Linked DNA regions of Mus musculus: region 2 is linked to region 1. A link is a contact called in public HiChIP or PLAC-seq data. All regions are on one chromosome and are shown on one strand. The core of a region is the stretch at or near the end of the contact, and the rest is flanking DNA. Distances in the headings are between cores, read along the strand shown.

The links. HiChIP or PLAC-seq counts read pairs in DNA pulled down with a chosen protein or histone mark.
Region 2: an HNF4G HiChIP or PLAC-seq map of pancreatic cancer cells shows a contact between it and region 1. The contact joins two enhancer-like sites. A contact is called at or near these places in 1 of 39 promoter capture datasets (embryonic stem cells), 2 of 115 datasets of contacts at active chromatin or transcription factors (embryonic stem cells and pancreatic cancer cells) and 1 of 9 other capture datasets (liver).

The regions. Positions count from the first base shown.
Region 1 is chr11:116,613,376-116,620,658 of GRCm38.p6, forward strand. All of the region lies in intron 1 of Rhbdf2 (rhomboid 5 homolog 2), which reads right to left. Among named protein-coding and RNA genes, the nearest start is that of Rhbdf2, 7.2 kb to the right of the region's middle. Within about 2 kb of position 2,881, at least 203 of the 459 cell types and tissues checked have an H3K27ac peak or open chromatin away from gene starts, as enhancers often do. A contact at or near this core is called in embryonic stem cells and pancreatic cancer cells, where this site is marked.
Region 2 is chr11:117,088,253-117,095,535 of GRCm38.p6, forward strand. No RefSeq gene overlaps it. Among named protein-coding and RNA genes, the nearest start is that of Mir6516, 15 kb to the left of the region's middle. Within about 2 kb of position 3,704, at least 123 of the 459 cell types and tissues checked have an H3K27ac peak or open chromatin away from gene starts, as enhancers often do. A contact at or near this core is called in embryonic stem cells and pancreatic cancer cells, where this site is marked.

The sequences.
Region 1 (7,283 bases), core at 1,631-4,130:
CTAGCTGACAGCGATGAGAGCCTTCTGGAATGAGGAGTTGAAGGCCCTGCCCAGGAGTCAGCAGGGCCGGCTTGCCCCACTCAGCCAGCCAGACTGTCATGGTTTGAATGCCAATGGCCCCACAGGCTCATGTGTGTGAAGCAGTGAACTGGTTGGGAAGGATTGAGAGGTGTGGCCTTGTCGAAGGAGGTGTGTTGTGGCAGTGAGCTTTGAGGTTTCAAGAGCCTGCACCAGGCCAGGTTTGTTTCTTTCTCTGTCTGTCTGCTGCCTACAGACCAGAATGTAAAGATTCACCTACTTCTCCAGCAACCATGCCTGCTGCTACCAAGCTCCCTGCCATGATGGTCATGGCCTCACCCTCTGATACCGTAAGCAACTCCTCAACTCATGCTTTCTTCTATAAGCTGCGTGGTCATGGTGTCTCTTCACAGCAAGAGAACAGTTACTAAGACCCAGATCTCTCCCCTGCACCTCTGCCAAGCTCCCACCTCCTGTCTCTGAGGCCCTGCAATCTTATGCCAGCCTTGTCAACCTGGCCAACCTCTGCTGCTTCTTTTTCCCCAACAAAATATTTTTATTAATTATTTGGGAATTTTATAAAATGTATTCCTACCCCTCTCGCTTCCCACGCCTCCAGAACACCTTTCTCCCCTTGTGTTCCTTCCACATCTACCAAGTTCAATTTATGTTACCCATGTACTCACTGGAGCATCGTCAGACTCTCAGTGGCCAGCCCCTTAAGAGAACTGAGTCTTCCCCCATCCACATTCCTGCCAGAAGCCACCAACTGTGAAGAGCCACACTTAGCATCTTTATCACTTTTTGTTTGTTTGTTTGAGATAGGCTGTCCTGGAAAACACAAAGGCACACGCGCGCACGTGCGCGCACACACACACACACACACACACACACACACACACACACCAGAGATCCACCTGGCTCAGCCTCCCCAGTGCTGGGATTAAAGGCTCCACTGCCTGGACAATTTTTACAGACTCTCTTCAATAGCTCCTTTCTCTCTCTCTCTCTCTCCCTCTCTCTCTCTCTCTCAGGGGTGGGGGGCGGTTGTCACAGAAGCCCCTCAATGTCGCTCACTCTCAGTTATGACTCTACAGACATTAATATCACTGCAGAGGAAGCTTTTCTGCCCACAGAAGCTTGGCCAGGGATCAGGGACATTCACATGCATCCACATGGCCTCTGGTGACAGCAATGGTCATAGATAACATGGACGGCAGACTGTAACAATGGTCTCTGGCGGCAGCACAGACCATGGACCTCAGAGGTCTTTCCTTAACCCAGAAAATGAACCATTGTTCATCTCTGGTGTCTTCTTGTTGCTCAGAGTCTAGGTGATCATGCGGCTGGCAGTGTGTCAGGGGTAGGACCTGTGCAGGCTCCGGGCTGTGACATGCCACCCTGCCTTCCGCATCAGCTGCCTTGCCAGTGCCCTGGGAGCAACCTTTGTATTTACTGCGCTTCTAAGGCGTGTCACCTCCAGGAAGCCTCTCACCACCCTGCTCTGTCTCACGCTGCATCCCACAGCTCCTGACAGCAGGAGCCCCTTACTCTAATCTCCCACCCAATCACTGCCCATCAAGTCCTAGCTGGATGAGTCTGGTGAGGGCAGGAGTCTGTGCAGCTGGGGACGGACTGCATGGATGCTGGGCTGAGGCTGTCTCTCAAACTCTGAACTTGGCTCTGGAAGTCACTCACCTTGCCCAGTCCCTCTGCAGGGCTGGGATGGAGGTCTCTGGGTGCTGGCTGAGGATGAGGCCTGGTGGCCTAGTTCCCTGGTTGTCCACAAACACTCTTACCCCTCTGAGGAGCTGCCCCTAGAGCCCAGGCCATTCCAGCTGGTGACAACCCCTCCCCCAAATATACCCAGGATCCCTCCCACCCCACCCCCCTAACCAATCTCCACATGGAAAAGGCAGACATGACTTAAGGCCACAGGACAGGGGAAGTTTGGGACAATCTCAGGGTCCCCTAGAAAGAAGTCCGACCGCAGGGGTGGGTCAGAGACTGTAAGGAGTCACGTGCCAGGAAACTCTCTACCACCATCTGCGAAGCCAGTACCGAGCTTTGAATGATGGTCCCTAAGCTACATCCCTGTGCCTCAGTTTCCCTTCCTGTCCACTGGCAGTTGGACAAGGTGATGGCTCAGACCTGCTGACCACAGACAGCCTGGATAATGAAGGTTTTTCTCTGATACTTTCTCCCAGAACTTCTCCTGACCCCTCTGCCCCAACCTTGGGGGGGGGGGGTAAAGTCCAACCCTTCTCTGGACTGGGCGGGCTGGCAGCTGCCTGGCACAGTGGTGGGAATGATCAGATTTGCTCTAGTCCCCCCGTGTGACCTACGTCTATGAAAGGCCACAGAAACTAGACCAAAAAAAAAAAAAAATTGCAGGAGCCGCCCTCCGCGCCCGCCACTTATCTCCCGCCCCCAGAGGTGCTTGCTCATTGCAAAGGAAATTGTGACATCCTGGGAGCAAGCTTCCTCTTGCCCACAGTCATATCCGCCGAGCTCTCTGACCCTAGACTTGCTGCCCAGCTGGCCCATGGGTGGGAGTGACAGGGACCAAAGCCAGGATTATGGTCTCTGCCACCTGCTCAAGTTGGATCCTGGTCTAACTTCTAGGGAGAAGTCTTTCTCACAAGAATATTTACCCGGAACCCAGGGCGGAGGGGTGTCAGTGTTTCCTCTTCCTCTAGGGTGGTGTCTACCAAGAGGTGGGGGTGGGGCAGACAGCAGAAGAATGCAGTGCAAAGCTGAGATTTCCCCCCCACCCCCCGCCTCCCTCACCCCCACCCCCCGCCCCAGGAGCCCTTGGTAGATGGCCTCCACTAGGGGTCAGCGTGCTCTCCAGAGAGCCTTCCGGATAGCACCACCCACAGAGTGGTGGCCCAGATTAGGCACACAGAAACAAAGGCTCTGAGACTACCTAGAATGTCCCACAGAATCCGGTTTCCCCACAAAGGGTGGGGCCCAGCCACTCCCAAATGAGGCAGGTCCAATCCAGGCATGATAACATGGTAGGCAAGGTCACCCCCAGGGGGTGCTCCCCCAACCACTCTAGGCAGGGTGCCCTCCCTTCCCATGCAGGTGGCATATGCTTAGATTCCTCCCTCTCTGCTCCAAGAAGGGGTAGACCTGTACCCACAGGTCTGACCTGACGCACCCCCACTATCCTGGAAGCCCAGCGTTATTAATGATTCCCTACACCCGTAAGCTCTGTAGACTTGAGGAAACAGGACATTGAGGGAGCCTGTATTCCCAAACAAGCAGGCGCCTGATGTAATAGCCAAGGTCACATATGGGCCAGAAATGTGGGCAGCAGGAGGGACCAATGGACAAGAAGTGGGTAGCCCTCTCCCCTCCATGGAAAGGGGGAAGACCATTATTCACAACTGGATATGGCCAAAGGGGGGTGTTACGAGTCACAGAGGGCTTAATAAACTACACCTGCCCCAGAAGCCTCACTCAGCCACGTCCTGGGACATGCAGAGAGCGGGCAGAGAAGGGGGTGGTGGCAGACAGACCATATGCCATGTCCTTGCTGAGTCACAGGATGATGACAGTGTGGGCTGGGGGCAAGCAAGCAACTTCTCTCCCCGGTTTCCCTGCCACAGAAACCAAAACTGCATCTTCCCTCCTGTGGCCCTGCTGGGAACCTCTGAGTTTTTCGAAAGCTGAAGAGAGGAAGTGGAACCCTCAACTGTTGAAATCCCGCTAAGAAAGAAAGAAAGAAAGAAAGAAAGAAAGAAAGAAAGAAAGAAAGAAAGAAAGAAAGAAAGAAAGAAAGAAAGTTAGTTTCTGTTGCTGGCCTCCCAAAGCTTGACAGCCCTGGTGGCCGTGGAAGGCTAACCCATGTAAGACAGACTGTCATCTAAGAAGTCTCCAAATTGGTGACTCACTGCAGAGCATCTCCTGGCCCTGGAAAGAGGCAGGAATGATGGAGCCAAAGGCAGAGAGGTGAAGAGGCCAGGTCTGGGGCCAGGACCCAGAAAAGGTCACAAAATACAGAAGGGGGGGTTGCGGTCTAGCAGCAGGATGCATCGAATGGAAGCTGCAAGGACCACGGAGAAAGGACAGAGGGCTCTGTGCTCCTGAAGTGCTTTTCCTCAGAGGTATGGGCCAAAGGTGGTAGCACAAATGTGGCGCGCGTGTGTGTGTGTGTGTGTGTGTGTGTGTGTGTGTGTGTGTGTATGGCTGTATGGAATCCAAAGCCTTATGTATGCCAAGGCACCACGCTCTGCTGGCCTGCACAGGCCTGGTGGCCACCCACAAGAAAAGAAAACTGGCTTGTGGGTTCACACGCTGCACAGACCTCACAAGCAACAGGCCTCCCCCACAGAGCCCTCACTTCATTCTCCCCTTCTTCCCAGGGCTTGTGCCAAACTTATTTCACAAGACCAGACCTACAGGAGCAGGCTCAAGGACTTGGCAGCCTGCTGGCTTCTTTGGGGGTATTCCACATTCAGACCCTACGCTCTCGGTTCCCTCTGACCCAACTAGAGCAGCTTGGGCATCACGGCCCACCACAGGCACGGGAAGTGGGCACGAGGTTCCAGGGAGCTGCCAAGAGCAGAGCATATGTGAGCTTGTCTGTGTGGGTGTGCCACCCTGCTCTTAGAGAGGTCCAGCCCGGGTTCCCCCTCTCCCCATCTATCTGGCCTTTCTCTGGACTACTGGCCAGCCAGATCAGCAGAGGTGCAAATGCCTTCCGCCTCTGCTGGGGACTCTTGTCCTAGGAGCAGTTGAGGCAGGGGACAGGTTCTGTATCCCCAGAGCTCAAGATACAACAATTGGGCATGGGTGTAGCTCAGTAGCAGAAAGCTGGCTCGGCATGCGTAAGGCTTTGGATTCCATACACACACACACGCACACGCACACGCACACACACACACAAGATGCTAACATACTGGGAAATGGGTATGCAGCTAGGAGCTGCAGCTCAAAGCTCCTCTGGAAACTTCATGACTCTAGAAGCTGCTGGCGAGGCATGTCCCCTCCAGTCACAGAGATGCAGGTGCTCTGAGTAGAACTGAGCCCTCTCACACCTCAGGCAGCAACAGCAGGTCATGTGGCAGGGCTGCAGGCTGGGATGCTGACCACAGCTTTAGGGAACAGTACAGAGACAGCCAATAGGCGGCTGGGTTCTAGGCTGCTTGTCTAGCCGTCTGGTCTCCAGAGAAGACTATATATTCTGTCCCACTTCTGCTGCCCCTCCCTGGGGGTCAAGACGCCAGGTCAAAGGAGGCTCCCACAGAGGGAGCGGTTTACCCTGGGCACCACATCAACATGAGCTTGCTTTCATATGGAAGCTCTGCCTGTCATAGGAACATTGGCTACTGGGAATTGGGTTTTCATCAGTCTTCAAAACCAGAAGAGTACAGTCCCAGTGGTCAGGGCAGGATGCGGTGTAGCCTGGGAGGGGGTGGGTGCAGGGAAGGCTGAGTAACGTGGTGATTTTATTTCTCTAGGCTTCCCTGACACCAAGATGTGACACACCACACAGCTGGGGTTTCGCCTGATACTGGCAAGCCAATCGCCCACCCAATTTCCATCCGCCATCTTGGAGCGTGGCTACAGAGATAGGAACTGCCTGACTAGGAGAAGCAGGGTCACGGGGCCAGCTTTACTGTGTGATTGTGAGCAAGCTACTTAATACCTCTAACTCAATGTGTTGTTTATGTGGGCTCTTGAGACCTGGGTGTTTCTGTCACCAATAACTAGGGCTCATCTATCATACAGCATGTTCCACTGAGGGACAAAGTCTCACCCTATCCTACAGAGTCCTTGCATAGTGTGGGTCCTTCAGCCAGAAACAGGCAGTGTCCAGGTCAGGTATGAGCGCTCTAAAGCACCAAAGGATTGCAGGTTGCCCTGAGATGTTTTCCTCAGCATACTCAGGACAGGGCGCTCGGCATCCTGCCCAGATCTCCTTCTGCAGGGTTGATGCCTCTCAGCAGGAAGGGAACACGCCAGCTAAACACTTTTTGGCTTGTAAACCGTCATTAAGAAGCTAATAAACTTGATTTTCCAGAACTCTGCCCTGGGGCACCCTACTTCCCCAGGAAGCGGCTGGTCCCGGTCACAGTGGGTGCCAAGGGAACTTGGACACAGGGCCATCCAAGCTGTGCCCACAGCAGGTGAACCTTCAATGCTATCTGCTACTTTGGGGCAGTGTAGGACTCTCATGGCATGCTGGGAGTCAGAGTCAAGGCTCACGTGTGGTCTGTCACGGTTTCCTCTGTGAGATGGGGTGACAGTCACTACATGGATGGCAGGCAGATCCTGCATGTACAATGCCGGGTGCACCAGCAGTAGCTAACTAATGGCTTTTCCCCCTTGGCACCATGACCCACCCACTCAGCCTACGAGCCAAGAGCCACGTGACAAGATTCTCCCTGACAGTTTGAGTTATAAATCAAGGCTCACTGATGTTCAGTCTCTGCGCTACCTCCGGAGGCGCTGGGGCTGTAGCCTGCTTGGGTCCTGAGGTTTTTTTTATATTTTAAAGAATTACTTTTATTTTTTTTTTCTCTGTGTGTACAGGTATTTTTATCTGTGTGTATTTCTATACCCCACGTACAGTGTCCGTGGAGGCCAGGGGAGAGTGTTGGGTACCCTGGAAACAGAATGTCAGATGTTTGCAAACCAGCATGTGGTTGCTGGGAATTGAATCCAAGTCCTCTGCAAGAGCAGCTAGTGTGCTCTCAGCCCCTGAGCCGGCTCTCCACTAGTTCTTAAACCTACCCCTCTTGAAACATGAAAAGCCAAGCGGCAAAAGGGCGTGTCTAGAGTGGCTGCTCCATCTGTGTAGTTGGGGTGCAAATGCCTTCGGCTCCAGAAAGCTTTCCTCTAGCATCCACGAGGATCGAGGAGTGGCAACACCTACTGCCGGTGTAGCCACTCAGCTATCAGAGAGCTTTCACAAGCATTATCTCATTAACTGAGGGAGGGCGGAGGCCACTGTCATTATGCAGCCTGACAGATAAAGTCCCTAAGGGCCCAGCTGAGCCCTCAGTTTTCAGTCGTGTGTCTACCCAGAATACCACAACAGGTTCTGCACCCTTCAGGGACCCACCTGGAGAGGGAAAAGGCACCCTGTGCCAGGGACCAGGGGCGGGTAGCTCCCCTACATCACCGTGACACTGTGGACATGGGTTCAGTGGCCACCTACTGAGGCAGGGGAGCAGGGCTTTGCAATAAAACGCTCACTCCCAGCCCCAGGGGGTTCTCTACCGCAGAAACTGCTCCTTGTAGAGTTCAGA
Region 2 (7,283 bases), core at 2,454-4,953, 480 kb after region 1:
GGTTAGTTTGTATCTATCTGCACCTGAATTCCAGGAAAGGGGCCATGGTTTAGAAAGAGCCCTTGTCTTAGACACCCTGTGGCTGTGACCAAGTACTGACAAGAAGCAGCTTAAAGGCCTGATGGCTCAGTGGCTAGGAGGACTTGCTGTTCTTCCAGAAAGCATAAATCCAGTTTCCTCCCGCTCACGCCACAGGCAGGGCTTGCAACCACGCTAATGCCAAAGGATTGGATGTCTTTTTGGCCTCTGTGGCCACGTATACACACACACACACACACACATACACACTTTTTTTTTTTTAAAGAAGTTTAAAGGAGGAAGGGTTCATCTGGGTTCATGATCACATGATAGGGAAGGCGGCAGGCACATGAAGCAACTGCACACAGCGATTCTCTGTGAAGACACTGGAGCTTGGCTCTCCTTCTGCTTTGGTCATGGGGGGTGGAGGAACGAGGGGGCGAGGGGTGGGGCTTCCCTGTTTTGTCAGACTTCTCTGGAAACACCCTCTTGGACACAACTAGAGGTGTGACTCCTGGGTGGGCCCACAACCAAAAATGCTGTCCACAAAGACGAGCCCTCCACCCTTCTAGAGCTCATAGAACCAGTTCTGGGGAAGTCTGGTTTGGAAGAGACCCGCCCCTCTCCAGGATCCCGTGCTTGGTCTCTGTGGTCTGTGGAACTCCTTGTCCCCACCCATCACTGGGGGCAAAGTATTTACTAAAGAGACGACGTGTGGGGTTCCTCTCCATCCCATAAGCCCTGAACTTGAGCCCAATCTCCAAGAGAGCCAGCACAAGCCCCTCTGAGAAGCTCTGACAAGAATGGGACCCTCTGGCTGACCTCTGACCTGCCACCTCCCTCTTCAGGCTCCTCCCACCCTGGTCCTTTCTAGCCCATCTTACTCGGCTTCATCCAGAAGATTCTTTCTAGGCTCAGCATTGTGGCGCCTGCCTGTAATCCTCCCATACAAAGCTTTCTGGGGGCCAGCCTACGTTTAACCCTGTTTCAATCAATCAATCAATCATCAATCAATCAATCAATCAATCAATAAGGCAGGGGATGGGGAGCAGGGTTGTGAGATGGCCCAGTGTGTGGTCACTAAGTAGGAGAAGAGAGCCAACTCCTGCAAATTCCCCTCCGACCTCTGCATACAGGTGATGGCATTCATGAGCATGCTCTCGAATGTGTGCGCACACACACACACACACATGCACACACAAATGTTAATTTTTAAAAACTTTTCTTTCTGTCTAAACCCAGAGGCACCAATCCTGGGAGGATTTTCATTCTTTGGGGTACAGGTGGGGAGGGGAGGCACATTGGGTGCTGGGGATCTAATCCAGGGCCTTTCACATCCTAGGCAAGCACACTGCCTGACCCATGTCCTAAGTGTGTTTATTTTTCTAACACAGAAGCGAAAAGGCCTAATTCTATTGTGTGGCAGTCCCCACACAGGGGTCAGCCAGGCCTAGGCCTGAGGCTCCACAGTGCTGCAGCACAGGCAGGGGTCAGGGCTGGGAAGACAGGCAGAAGGCAGAGGCAACCAGGATAAGCGAGACACTGCTTTTTCTCCATGAAGGGCAAAACCCCGGAACTTCCTGGTCCTGAGCTCGCTTGGCAGGAATCAGCTTATATCTCTCATTTCTCTGAAGGTCAGATAACAGAGCTGTGGCCAAGTGACAGGGAGACTTCAGTTGAGATGACGTGGAGCAGAACACAGAGCTGAGCAGATCAATGGCTCCCATCTATCTCATTCACCAGAAGGAATCCCAGGTCTTTGGTAGCTGGTGCCTCATGGGGCAGTCCTGCCTTTCTGTGTGCCTACCTGCCTGCCTGCCCATCTTCCTCCCCACCCCCACCTACCCGCCCCCCCCCCAGCTCCTCAGCTAGGAAGTTCACCCCAGGCTGTGGTGACTGTCCTATGCACAGATGAGTCATTGGTACCCAGCTCAGTACCTAAGAGTACACCATAGTATTTATGAAGGAAAAGTGAACAGGGCGTGTGATGTTGGGCAGTCATTGGCCTTGCATGACCCCGTTCTTCTACAGCAAACAGAAAGGTTTAAGGAGGAAACGCTGCGAACTGTTGGGTGTTTAGTAGGCCTATGCTAAATTATGCTGGGTGAGAGGTGTGATTCAGTTGGTAGGTTATTTGTCTAGTAGGTACAGAGCCTGGTAAACTGCCCAGCCCCCAAAATAAATATGTGACATTTTCCATTCTATTTCCGTTACCTAATATCTCCCATTCTCCCAGATTTTACAAAACCTTTAGATTAATCACCATACATAAAGGATGTTGGCTCCTTTGTCCAGGAGAGAAAATTTCTCCCTCTCTATGCTACTTGTAAAAACAGGGTCTCAGTATGTAGCCCTGGCTGTCCTGCAACTCTCTATGCAGACCAGGCTGGCCTCGAACTCACAGAAATCCTCCTGCTTCCCAAGTGCTGAGATGAAAGGTGTGTTCCACCACACCCGGTTTGGCTTCTTCTACTCTCATTTTCAGTAACTGGGGACAGCAAACGGTACTGCCAGCGTGGGTTACAAGAGAAAGATGGTTTGTTTAAAGACTATTCAAGTGTACAGGAGTTCACAGAACACTGCAACTTGAAGTGACCAGAATCTAGGGCTTGTAGGCACCCTAGTGGTGGTGGTGGCACTTTAATTGACTGTGGGAGATATGTTCTTTTTGCAGAAAGTTTTTTTTTTAGGTGAATTGCTACCTTTTTAAACTTTTATTTATTATTAGCAGTGTGTGTGTGTGCGTGCGCGTGTGTGCGTGCGTGTGAGTGTTCCAGTGCAGACTTACGTGTGCCACTTTTGATCTATTCTCTTTCCACCTTGGGATGTGGTGCTTGAACTCTGGTTAGTCAGTCTCAGACCCCAAGACAAATGGTGGCTATTTAACAAATCAAATATGACCTGGCTTCAGGTTCTTCCAGTCCCTACGGTTACAGGGTAGGGCTGGCATACCCTCTACCCTGAACTCTCCAGCCCAGGGACTGGGCTGCTCTTGCTCAGACGCTCTTCCCTATAATCCAGACATGTTGGTTACCTGCCCTGTCCCTGTATCCCTGCGTGCCCCAGCTCAGTCTGGGCTCCCAGATGCCCCTGCCTCGGGCTATGCTCTCTCTTCTATCTACGATAAATCGTCATCTCCACCACACTTAGGGACAGTCATTTCCTTTTTTTATTTTTATTTTTATTTTTTTAATTTCTATTTTTCATTCAGGTGCCAGGCTCGCAGGGTGAGCCTCTGTTCACATGGAGCATCCCCCCTGCCCTGTTTAGGTCATTTCTTTTCCTCTAGGGATAAGTAACAGGAAATGAGGAGGCGGTACCCCAACTGAGAAATTCCAGAAAGGGCCTTAAGAAAGGCGCGTTCTTCTGCAAATAAGACAGGCAGTGAAGGAAGGGTGAGGTTGGTTGGTTTGTTTGTTTTGGGGTTTTGTTTGGTTTATTTTTCTTGTTAGGGATCCAACCCAAGACCTTATGTATGCTGAATTACACCCCCAGCCTTTGAAAAAAAAAATGTAATTTGGTTGAGAATCAAGAAAGCCACCTCCACTTCTGTTCCAAGTAAGGGGAGGGTCAGGATTCCAAACTCAGCGGATGCTCCGCAGTCCCGCCCATCGGCTCCTTGCTGTGTCCCACCCCTAACCTTCAGGAGAACACGACTGGGGCCAGCCCGATCCGGTCCACAGTTTCACTCTGCGTATAAGAGCAGTTAATGCGTGTGTCACCCGAGAACGTTCACATGTCACACGTCTCCCTAGGCATGTGATTTCTCTCAGAGTCGCTAATGCTGGAGAAAACCAGCTGCCGGTGGAGAGGCTAGTGTGCCTTGAGGGTCAGGGCGAAGAGTCTCGTTCACTCAACCGCGAATGCTGCCCACGTGGAGGGGGTCCTGGTTGGACCGCTCAGTCCTACAGCTTTCCTGAGGCCACCTCTCTTTCAGCTGTTCCTCTGTGGTGAGGACGCAGGCCGGGGGACAGTCGCCAGTGATCCAGCTCTAAGTGCCTGATTGACTGGAGGTCATGCCTGACTCTCAGGGGGAAAATGAGGAGTCTCATTTAACTGATTTTATTTGTTTTGTTTTGTGTTTTGAGACAAGGTCTGTCTTGGTAGCTCTAGCTGGCTTGAAAGTTGCTATGTAGACCAGGCTGACCACTAGTTCCCTAAGATCTCTGTACCTCTGCCTCTAGTGTTGAGATTAAATGGACGAGGTGCCACACCAGCATATTTGCATGACTTTAAAGGAAAGAAAAGTGTACAAACAGATAACAGATACATGCACATCCAACACACACACACACACACACACACACACACACACACACACACACACAATTTCTTCTTTAGATTTCTACTCTGTTTTTTGCTTGGTTAATGGAAGAAAGAGACTTAAAAAAAAAACAAAACAAAAAACCAACAACAAACAAACCCAAAGTGGAGAGAAACTGCAGTTCATCTATACGTAGAAAACACCACATCAGAGCACAGCCGAGGGAGAAAACTGAGGCTGTGAGAAGGTCACGACCTTCTCCCACTGAGGCTGTCTCACAGTCCTTGGGGCTTCACAGGCTGGGAGGGGCCAGGCCGTCTTGCTGACACAGCTTTTTCTCATGGGAGTTCTGTAGGGCGAGAGGCGCATTGCCAGCACCATCCCATCCGCTGCACCTGCAAGGGCCTTTGAACAGGGGACTTCATCTGCTGGCCACGTCATGACCTCTGAGTGTGACTCTGTGGGCTTGACATTTGCATTGTGGCTTATAGCTAACTCTGTTCTGTCACACCTCAGATGTACACCCCCAAACACAGCCCCCAGGGCCCCATGCCCCATTCAACATTCTCCTGTCTCCTGTCCAGCCAGTAAGTAGCAACTAAACATGTTTCTCTCTCTCTCTCTTTCTCTGTGTGTGTGTGTCTGTCTGTCTGTCTGTCATCTGTCTCTGTATCTGTCTTTGTCTCTGTGTCTCTCTGTCTTTCTCTCTCTGTATCTTTCTCTTTTTCTATCTCTGTCTGTCTCTGTGTCTCTCCATATCTCTTTCTTTATCTCTTCCTCCCTCTGTGTCTCTGTATCTCTGTCTTTCTCTCTGTGTGTCTCGGTCTTTATCTCTCTCTGTATCTCTGTCTTTATCTCTCCCTCTGTCTTGTCTCTCCCTGTCTCTCTCTCTCTCTGTTCTCTCTCTCTCTCTCTCTCTCTGTTCTCTCTCTCTCTCTCTCTTGCAGAGAGGAGGGCAGCGAGGTTGAAGGAGCACCCTGTGGAGTGTTATCTTCTTCTGCCTTTCTATGGATTCCCAGGATCAAAGCCTGTGTGACAGGAGCCCGGATCCACATGGTCATCTTGCCAGCTCCTTCAGTGACTGCTTCTATTAGGAAGAATTGAGGGGAGTCTGGGGTTGGCTGGGGAAGCCAAGCTTACTCTCTAGATTGCTCAGCACTCTCCCGGGAAAGATCTTTCTTTTGCTGTAAAGACAGAGTCAGCCAGGCAGTGGTGGTGCAGACCTTTCATCCTAGCACTAGGGAGGCAGAGGCAGGGGGATCGCTGGGTTCTAGGACAGCCTGATCAACCAAGCAAGCTCCAGGGCTGTACCATAGAAAAACCCCGTCTCAAAAACAAAACAAAACAGACAGACTGCACACACACACACACACACACACACACACACACACACACACACACAGGGTCTCTGTAGCCTGGGCTGGCTCTGAACTTGCTATGTAGTTGCAGATGATCTTGAATTCTGATCTTCCTGCTTCTACCTCCCCAGTTCTGGGATTATACTTGTCCACCTTGTTTGGCAGGAAAGATATCTTAAAGGCCACTGGCTCTGGTTCCAGGTGCTTATCTAACACTGGAATCTGTCTGACAAGCGGTCCACAGAACATATCCTCCTTTCTTCCCCTTTGCATGTGGCTCGGAGATTGACCAGATCTTTGGGATGCTTTGCATCCTGGGGACCCCCAATGAAGCCAGGTGACACCCAGCTGCCTGACTGTAAGAGCAGCTTCCCTAAGTGGCCTGGGAAGGGGCTGGAGGAGGTGACACCCAGTTACAGAGCCAGAGGGCAGAGTGCCCTGTCTCCTAACATAACAAGACAAGCTAATATCCTGACAGGGCTCTTTTGGGGAAGTGACGTCACCACGCCTCAGGATGTGTAAGCTCAGGAACATTTTCCTTGGAATAAACTGTGTCCCCAGGGCTTCTTAATGAGCCCTTTCTGTGGGAACCACACAATAGTTGGATCCAACTGCCTGTTTTCACTCTGTTATGTTATCCCAAAAAGAGGCGTATCTTGTTTACTTGGTTTTCATTGAGGAACGTTCTTTGTCCTCCAAGGAATACATAAGAGCTCCTATCTTAGAACGTGTGAAGCCCTGAAAGGTAGCTTTTCCATGGAAGTCTTTAGGCTGAACCACTGAGCTCCGCTCCGGAGAGGAAATAGATCTTGGCCGTCAAGTGCTCTATACCTGGGACTGACAGGAGCTATTTCGGAAGGCTGAGCCCTCCCGCCCAACCACCACACACAAGGTGTTGGTGCTTGAGTGATGGCTGCTGGAAGCGGCTGTGCAATGGACACTTGCCTGGGTTGATAATGACACTCAAGAGCCAGCCAGCAGGCTGTGGATGGCTCCCTCTCAACGCCACCCCCCTCCCTAGGCAGACCCATTGCTATGAATAAAGGAAGCATGACGCAACTTGGATATTTAATTCTCCAAATAGCTCCAAGCTGGAAGCAACCGAAGATAATCAATTAAAGAAATGTGGATACATTTGTGCAGTGGGATGATGCTTAAGCTATTTTGATGAATAAGGGAGAAATGGGTTTTAGTGCACCGTATGATTTATTCATGGAATAACAGACTATGCTGGTTGGTTTTTGTCAACTTGACACAAACTAGAGTCGTTGGAAGAGAGAACCTTCATTAAAAGGATACCTCCTTCTCTTGATTAATGATTGACATAGGAGGGCCCAGTCCACTCTGGGCAGTGACAGCCTGGGGCAGGTGGTCCTGGGTTCTGTAAGAAAGCAGGCTGAGTAAGCCACGGGGAGCCACGCAGTAAGCCACAGCTCTCCAAGGCCTCAGCTTGAGTTCCTGCCTTGGCTTCCCTTAGTGAGGGACAGTGACCGGGACAGGGAAGCCAAATAAACTTTCCTCCCAAGCTGCTTTTGGTCATGGTCTTCATCCCAGGGATAAACACCTACGAAGGATGCAGAGTCCGACTAAGGTAATCCACACTGATGGGAGTCAGAAAACCCCTGCTGTGGGGAAGACTCGGC